3 separate regions of the Mus musculus genome follow, and regions 1 and 2 are each linked to region 3. A link is a contact called in public Hi-C and HiChIP or PLAC-seq data. All regions are on one chromosome and are shown on one strand. The core of a region is the stretch at or near the end of the contact, and the rest is flanking DNA. Distances in the headings are between cores, read along the strand shown. Region 1 overlaps Lrrk1 (leucine-rich repeat kinase 1). Region 2 overlaps Lrrk1 (leucine-rich repeat kinase 1). Region 3 overlaps Chsy1 (chondroitin sulfate synthase 1).

Region 1 (2,812 bases), core at 24-2,523, 250 kb after region 3:
GACAAGCAGGAAAGAGACACGGAGGGCACAGTTGCCCCGTCCCCACATGTACTCAAGGGGAGTCCAGGATTGCCCTTCCACACCAATATCTGCAGGTACTCAACCTGTTTTATTAAATGATGTAGCACGTGCAGGTGGCATCCACAGGTTACTGATGACACTCAGCACTACGTAAGTGTAAGCTAATAATTGTCCTATGGGAAGCCTTACGAGCATGGGCTCTGAAAGCGGCCAACACAGAGGTCATTTTTTTCCCACGCTTATTTTTGACACTCAGTTGAATGCACAGGTGGAGCCACGGATTGAAAAAGGAGTGGGTTCCTTTTTATCAAAATAAGTCTATAATAAAAAAATTTTAAAAGTGGGCGTGGAGGGATGGGTCAGGGATAGAGTTCTAGCTGCTCTTATGGAGGATCCGAGTTCAATTCCCAGCACTCATATGGCAGATGGCCACTATCCATACCTCCAGGCCCAGGGGATCTGACACCCTCTTCTGTCCTCCTGGGGACACCAGACTTGCATGTGGTACACAGTCATACATGCAGACAAGACACTTATATACATAAAATTAAATAAATAAATTCTCAAAAAATCAAATAAAAATAAAAATTTTTAAGAATTATCTAATACAATCTACTCTAAGAATATAATTGAATCGGTGAGAATAATTCCCAAATTGAATTAAGACAAGTTCTCAGAAATGGCAGGATACTAGGCAAGAAATTGGAAAAGGAAGTGGGAAATGTAGAAAAAGAAAGAAGAATATAAAATATAAAGAAAAGAGAAAGGAAAAAAAAAGCCAAGTCAGCTCCATTAAAGGAGTAGTGAAATAAAATCTTAAGGAAAGACAGACTGACCAAAATTGAGACATGGAAGCCAAGGGGTGGGATGGATTGAGGGAGGCAGGAGGGAGGGAGGGAGGGAGGGAGGTGGGAGGGAGAGAAGCAATCATGAGGCACCATGAGCAGCAGCTGGAACAAGACAAAGCATGCACCAAAGAATAGAAAATAAATAAAATAAATAAAGTCATGGGACCAGCCAAGAAAAATGGGACTTCTCGAAGAGGCGTTGAGCTCCAGGTCCCGGATAGGGTAAGTACAACCTTGTCAGGTAAGCAAGCAAGGCCACTCTCTGACAGATGGTTTGTGCCAAACACAGAGGAAGCAACCAAAGGGGCCTACTAGCCAAAGAGGAACAATTTAGCTCATAGTGATACTGAGAGGGTAAAGCCCTCATTGGTTGCCTGTGAAGGATACTCAGGAGCTGACTCACCATAGAAAAACAAACAGGGAAGAGCCAAGAGTCCTGACATTCCCCCATAGCTGACACCAAAGGAAGCACAGAGAAGATGCTGCCTAGAGATGCCTATCTGCTAATCCCTGAAGAAGGATCTAAGAGCACCCTTTCCTCTTGTTGAGACAGGATCTGATGTAGCCCAGGTTGGCTTCAACTCACTGCAGAGTCAAGATGACCTTGAACTTCTAATCTTCCTGCCTTTGATTCCTGAGTGCTGGGGTTATGGGTATTTGTTATCACACCTGGTTTCATAAAGAACTGGGGATCAAAGCCAGGATTTCCCACTGTGTACACACTGGAAAACCCATCAGGACCTTAATAATGACACCAGTTAAAAAATCTCTGGGAAAAAAAAAATCTAAATATCAAAGAGAGACACCAGACATTCTTTAACTCCTGAGGCAAAGTAGGAGGGACATGCACAGACCCCTGGTGCTCTTGCCAACAAATCTCCCTGAATCTATCCAGCCCTCCAGGTCCAAAGAAACCGTGGGGAAGAGGAAAACAAGCCAGCCCACACAAGAATGCAAAGCCAAGATCCAGACAGTGGGAACCGGCAAAGATCATGTGGATTTATCAGCAATGAAACTGCACAGAAAACAGAAATGAGGGAGAAAATAGAAAGTAAGAGTCTTAGGACAGTGTTGCTCTACAGGACACAGAGACAACACCAGCCAGCTGAACTGGAGAAAAACAGTAGTTAAAATGAGTGAATAGATAAAGGAGGCACACACAAATACCGATTAGATAATATTAATGGAATTTTTTAAAAAAAATTTAAAGTATGCATGTAATGTGCCCTGAATGCTTTTAGACTTCTGAAGTTGTAAATCTGTGTGTAGGTCCCAGGCATCTGGAGAGAGGTAGAGCATTCACAGACCAAGACGGGCCAAGTGTAAATTAGCTGACGCCACGTGACAGACACCATGGAGTTTATTACATTAGTCTCTTTCATTTTGTGATGCACACACACACCACACACACAACATTAAATGGAGAGAAAGCATAAAATGTTACACAGGCTAAAGGTTTATGGATGAGAAAGCCACCACTGTGAACTCAAGCTTAAGAAAGCATAGCTCCTCCTGTCCAAACACTAGCCAGGCCCGACCCTGCTTAGCTTCTGAAATCAGATGAGAACAGAGACTCACAGAGTTGTGTGCAGTAGACAGAACCTGTGGTTTCTGAGCTTAAAAAGTAGCAAGGGGAAGCGGGCATCTGTCTGTTCTTTGGAAGAAAAGGAAACTAGAAGACAGGGAGTGGGTGGGAAGGTGGGAAGGCAAGGTTTTCATTGTATTTTCTTTTAAGCTTCTGAATTTTATGTCGAGAGTAACAATTAAATTTTTTTTTTTGCAAGAATCCGGATGCCATTATGCTAAAACACTGGAAAACTATATAGACAAAATCAAATCAAGAAGCAGAAGGTCGGGGCTAGAGAGATGGCTCAGCGGTTAGGAACTCTGGCTGCTCTTCCAGAGATCCTGAGTTCAATTCCCAGCACCCACATCTGTTTAAG
Region 2 (2,700 bases), core at 188-2,687, 190 kb after region 3:
TGGGGGTCCTAGGCTGAGTACCAAGAAGCAGCCATCTCTCTCTGCTTCCCAACTACAGATGTAGTATGACCAGCTCCCTTCTGAGCCTTCAGTCATGCCTTTCCCACCACATTAAAATGGCTCCTTCAAACTGTGAGTCAGAATAAACCCTTCCTTCTTTAAGTCATCAGGGTATTTAGTCACAACAATGAGAAAAGTAATTGATAGATGTCCTTCCCTTCCTGGGCCACCTCAGGGCTCAGGGCTCTAGGAAAGACAGGCAGCACCAGTGTCCATGTGCTGCCACATTCCCGTATTGATCCTTTCCTCAGGCCCGCCCAGCCATTTCTGGTGGGGTAAACCCTTCTACCAGCCCAGGAAGCCTCTAGCCACTGCCCTCTGATTCTGAGCAGGACCAGTCGGGTACTTTGAACAAACAGCCTCATGCGGCTATGCATGATCTTAGCCTAGACCATCTGTTCAGACTTCTCTGGCTCCTAAGGGGTCAGAGATCTTGATGGCTGTGCTCTTGTGAGCGAGCAGTCCTTTTACTACTGCTAATAGCTAGTTTTCCAAAACATAAAATTCAACCCAGGACCCTCTGACGGGAAGGTGACTGTGACGGGTGGGCACAGAGGGCCTTGACCACGCCCCTGGGCCCACCTGGAGCAGATGATTTCGTCGGAGGACTGCACGCAGGGCAGCTCCCCCAGCTGGTTGTTTGAGAGATTCAGCTTCTTTAGATTGATGAGTCCCCAAGGGATGATGGAAGGGAGCGAAGGCAGGCAGTTGGCAGACAGGTCAAGCTCTGTGATCTGGCAGGAGATGTCTAGGAGCCAGTCCAGGTCCACCCAGGGCAACTTCAGATGGGACCATTTCACACGAAGTGCCTGGGGTTGGATAGCAAGGAACAGCACCTAAATTTGGTGAGTCTAAGCCCAAGGTGGGCCTGGAGTAAAGGCTCAAGTGAGGCTGTGTACCCACTCCAGCTGGATCCCTATCCTGAGAAACTGGGGCCATGTCTACCTTGCCTTCCCAGCTTCCACCATGGTAGCTGGCACCAGGAAGTAGCGAGTGTACTCTGTACAAATCGTCTGCTCATGGCTCCTCGTCACCCCCAGAGGGTATCCATGGGCTCAGAGCCAACCCTTAGGAGCCGCACACTGGGGTGCAGGGAAGCAGCAATGGCTTTTGGGTCCAAAGGAGCCCCCCCCCCCCCCCGAGGCTTGGCTATCCTCTTCTCAGGCAGGGAGAAGGCCGAGTCCTAAATGTGGCTCTGAGATCTCTGTTCTTGAGTCACTTTGTGTGATCTGGGCAGCCACTGTCTTCAGCCACCTGGCGCTGTGCCAGGCCACACTTTGGACACCACCAATCGGAAATCCAGAACTCTGGTCCACACCTCACAGCAAGGAAACCATGCCCCTTAGCAAATAGCCCAGGAAGCAAGATAAACATTGTTATCTCCGTAACAACCTAATGAGCTCACCAATTTCCTCTGTAACAGTCAGCCCAGGACTATATTAGTAACAGACAGCTTCCCTAACTTTTGGCCCTGCTTTCAGTTCAGGTCAACCTGAGAAAGCTAAGTATTATGGCCCCTACAGAGATATACAGGAATTCTTACTTCCAGCGATGTCTCCAATTTCCATGAACAATAACCTCCATTGAAGACACAGTAAAACCTTCCCTTGGTTTTGTTCTGAGACTTATCAACTCCTCTGTGCCCTGAGTCTCTGCCACATGCAAACCACAGCCCAACCTTCTTGCTGTGGCACACCCAGAACATGTTCCTTATTTTTTTTCCACAAGAGGAAGTCAGAAATCCCAGTGATCTGCTATTGCCAGGCAGCAAATGGGTCCTGGTTTAATACATAAGACTAAGGTTTTCTTCAGGGATATCAAAGAATCTGAGACTCAACTGGGTTTCTGGGGAGAAGAAATCTGTTTCTTTTGGCTTGTATATCCAAAGAAAATTCATAACAGAAAATTACAGGGCCAGAATATAGACAAAAATGAATGTTTCACAAATGGGAACGTGTAAGAACCACAGGAACTGTGAGAAAGCTACCAGCAATCTTGGTTAAGCTGGCCTTGGCAATTGGCAGCGGCTGTGATCATATCTGGCCACAAGGTGGTGCTGTGCTCCCTTAGCCAAATCCTGTGCCTTACCGCCCTTCCAACAGAAAGTTCTCCTCCAGTCTTTATCTCCCTCTTCATTTGTGTAGATGAAGAAGGATGAACAACTAAGATCCAGAGAGAGGAGTCCTAGCCTCTGGCAATTGTGTTAGATAAGTCACTCAATTTCCCTGGCGGCTTTTTTCCTTTCTAATGACTGACGTTTCCCACTTACTCTAAACACTTAAGTCCAGAAAAATCTAAAGTTTGCCAAGAGTTGAACTAGGACCTAATGGACCCCACAGACCTAGAGTTACCTGCTGTCAAAGCAGCATCACCAGGGATGTCTCCCAGCACCTTTCTACACACAAAAACACACCCTCTTGGGGCTGGCTGGGGAGATGGCTCTCTGGTTAAGCACTTGCTGAGTGTGACCCCTAGTCCTTCCTGCTGTTGGGTGGCTCACAGTTGCCTGTAACTCTAGCGTTGAGGGAATCCTATGCTTCTGGCTCCGAGGGCACCTGTGTTCATCATATGCACTCCTCCACACACACACTAAAACATTCGAAAATAAAACCAAAATTCTTCACTCTTTACTGAACCATT
Region 3 (2,700 bases), core at 126-2,625:
GAAGCAGAGTGCAAATGTTCTTTATGGTTGAGCCACCTCTCAAGCTCCTAAATGAGTATTTTCAAATCCCCCACCTAGAAACAACCACAATGAATACTTTGGGGTAGAGCTGTGCATTACTTTTGAATACTTAGTAAGCCAAGATATCTATATATAGTCTTCCCTGCATTAAGTTGTGAGGGGTAGGGCATAGAGTCCAGGCTCTTGAACTTGCTAGGCATACACTGTATATCACTTGCTACATTCTTAGTCCTTTTTGCCTGCTCTGTAAACGTAGCCACATGTTATGGCTGCTTACCCAGGACAGTGTCTGTATTGTAGATGTAGTTTTTCTTACGGTGATATTGACTAGAACCTGCCAGCTGTTCAGCTGCATTTCTTAGTGTGGTTTAATCTGTACAGCAGATAGCATTTAGAAACTTGGGGAAATAGAAGATTTCCTTGGCACTCTCACATTTCAGCTGTCTTATCTGGGCTGTAGAGAGAGTTGTGTATCAGACCATTGAAAATTGAGCTTTCTGGCAAGGACCTTTGCAAATGTTCTGTCATTTCCATTGAGAGCCCCAGGCAGCAAGTGTGTTGATGGCCAAGTAGACATTTGGTTATGAAAATCACAGAACTTGACCTGTTTTGATCACAGAAGAAGGGCAAGCTTGCTTGTTCAGCAATGTTGCCTTCAGTTTGAAATTATGGATATCGTTCCCCTCTTCCTCCCACCACAGAATTGAGTTATGTTCCAAAATGAATTCACTTTGTGGAACCCTAATTGAGAAGATCACAATTTCTTAAGATTGGAGGGTTTGCAAAGAATTCATAATGAGAAGATTTTCCTCAAACCACCCTTCAATTAGAATAGAAAAGACAACAAGAGGCTTGCCCTAGGTTACCTAAAAAGGACTGGATAATAATTGGGTGGGGTTACCAAAAAACGCAGAGGAGCTTTTAAGGAAGGTTTGAGGTTAGATTGTCTGTTTTAAAATTAATTGCTTTCTCTTCTTAGACAAATTACAGCATTTCAAGTCACAGTTGGGACATTAATTGCATCTGTGACAGCTGTGTTAGCAGAGCTTTCTTCCTGCTTGCTTCTGCCTGGGGCACTGGCAAAGAGCACAGGCAGAAATGAATTCTGATCTTTAGGCAGATAGGAAGAGCCTAGTGTTTTGAGTAAAAATACTTAAAATTTAAACTCTTTTTAGAATTCTACCCAAAAACAGTGTCTGAAATTGAGAGTTAAACAAAATTCAAATACAGTACATGGCTTGAGGGTTAGGTTTTTAGGCAGAAATGTGTGAGACTTTCCTTCCACACATCCATCGCTACAGTGCACACACTTCCTGTCTCTTACTTCTTCTTTCCCTACCTAATTTGCAAGCCTCTGCCTTCTCTAATAGTAAGTCGGACTGAGGCAGCGGTGTACTGGAGTCAGGGCTCGCTCACCCTAGCAGTGCACTTCCAGAGCCCGTGCACTGCAGAACGATCTGTAATAGGTTGTTTCTTTGAAGACAGGAATTGCCTTAGCTGCTCCTTCTCCCACCAGCATCCTCTTGATTCAGTATTTTTGTGATTTTGGGGTTGGTTGCTGTAGTGTTACATAGAACTTGCTCTGTTTTTGTAATCACACGTTAGCGTAGAAACATAATGACTTCTTTATATCGATAGGCAATAAGTTGTTCATTCTTACCTTTAAAATCCCCTCCTAAGGTGGTAGACATTATTTAGCTTTAACTTACGTTTCAGAAGCACCACAAGTTGTAGTATATTTCAACTCATGGAGCCTCTGACTTTCCCTCTGAACAATTTTTTTTAGTGCTTTGAGTAACTTGGTTTTCTTCATGTAGAAATTGTAGAAAGTATGGCTGCACTGGTGGACAGTTCTGTGAAGCTCATCTGGAAGTGATTTCTGTCCCTTGGCAAACATAACACACAGCATCTGTAAAGTCACCTGCTGTATAAGAGGGGACAGTTCTCATTCCACGTGTTCATTGACCTCTGTTGTGTGCCAAGAATTGAGATTATTTACATTTTCAAAGAATTATTGTGACTAAAAGAAAACAAGAAAGCCCAAACATTACTGGACAGCAGAATTAGGGCTCCTTGGCTTAAAAGGGTGGGGTACACTGGCTTCCTGTGGTTAGAGGAATGTTGGGAAGTGTTTTCTCCTGCAGTCATGACCACATCAGAAAGTTAGTTACCTAGAAGTTGTCATAATTCTGTATGTTGTAGCTGTTTGCCAAAGGATTTGTCCCTTTACAGTAGAGTTGGTTTCTCCTTACATTAACAGTTCACCTCTCTTTTATTTACTTTACCTTTTTGCTCTATTTTTCTTTTTGAAAGAGAGTCTCACCATGTTGCCTACCCAAGCTGATCTCAAACTCATGGTCTCAGGTTGTTCTGTTGTACCTCTGCCTTCTGTGTAACTGGGACTATAGCTCTGTGCTACCATGCACACACACACACTCACACACTCACATATATCTCACAGATTTATGTGCATATGTGAGTCTCTCCATATATATATGTGTGTATATGTACATGAATATATGCATGCATGCATCATATGTGCTGGTGTTCTCAGAGACTGGAAGAAGATTCCTTGAAACTGGAGTTATAAGCAGTAGTAAGCTGCCTTATGTGGGTGTTGGGTCCCCAACCCTCATCCTCTGCAAGATAGCAAATGTGTTTAACTACAGAGCCATTTCT

The links. A called contact is a pair of places that touch in the nucleus more often than the background predicts. HiChIP or PLAC-seq counts read pairs in DNA pulled down with a chosen protein or histone mark.
Region 1: an H3K4me3 HiChIP or PLAC-seq map of bone marrow-derived macrophages shows a contact between it and region 3, with 5 times the contacts expected there. The contact joins two enhancer-like sites. A contact is called at or near these places in 5 of 39 promoter capture datasets (the C10 cell line, the HPC-7 cell line, cranial neural crest and 2 more), 5 of 115 datasets of contacts at active chromatin or transcription factors (CD8 T cells, bone marrow-derived macrophages, embryonic basal ganglia and 2 more) and 4 of 9 other capture datasets (adipose tissue, liver, macrophages and 1 more).
Region 2: a contact with region 3 is called in a Hi-C map of bone marrow-derived macrophages, with 45 read pairs. The contact joins two enhancer-like sites. A contact is called at or near these places in 12 of 39 promoter capture datasets (the C10 cell line, the HPC-7 cell line, the SN4741 cell line and 7 more), 2 of 15 datasets of contacts at CTCF or cohesin (CD8 T cells and the NIH/3T3 cell line), 10 of 484 Hi-C or Micro-C datasets (the C3H10T1/2 cell line, CD8 T cells, bone marrow-derived macrophages and 6 more), 25 of 115 datasets of contacts at active chromatin or transcription factors (CD8 T cells, DN3 thymocytes, the HPC-7 cell line and 20 more) and 4 of 9 other capture datasets (adipose tissue, liver, macrophages and 1 more).

What each region holds. Positions count from the first base shown.
Region 1 is chr7:66,368,013-66,370,824 of GRCm38.p6, forward strand. The region is part of intron 2 of Lrrk1 (leucine-rich repeat kinase 1); the gene reads right to left. Among named protein-coding and RNA genes, the nearest start is that of Mir7057, 12 kb to the right of the region's middle. Within about 2 kb of position 1,274, at least 99 of the 459 cell types and tissues checked have an H3K27ac peak or open chromatin away from gene starts, as enhancers often do. A contact at or near this core is called in bone marrow-derived macrophages, where this site is marked.
Region 2 is chr7:66,308,019-66,310,718 of GRCm38.p6, forward strand. It overlaps Lrrk1 (leucine-rich repeat kinase 1), which reads right to left. Exons shown (of 34, transcript NM_146191.3): 7 at 643-869. Among named protein-coding and RNA genes, the nearest start is that of Gm45989, 28 kb to the left of the region's middle. Within about 2 kb of position 1,438, at least 127 of the 459 cell types and tissues checked have an H3K27ac peak or open chromatin away from gene starts, as enhancers often do. A contact at or near this core is called in the HPC-7 cell line, bone marrow-derived macrophages, hematopoietic stem and progenitor cells and 2 more, where this site is marked.
Region 3 is chr7:66,119,851-66,122,550 of GRCm38.p6, forward strand. All of the region lies in intron 1 of Chsy1 (chondroitin sulfate synthase 1), which reads left to right. Among named protein-coding and RNA genes, the nearest start is that of Chsy1, 12 kb to the left of the region's middle. Within about 2 kb of position 1,376, at least 78 of the 459 cell types and tissues checked have an H3K27ac peak or open chromatin away from gene starts, as enhancers often do. A contact at or near this core is called in the HPC-7 cell line, bone marrow-derived macrophages, hematopoietic stem and progenitor cells and 2 more, where this site is marked.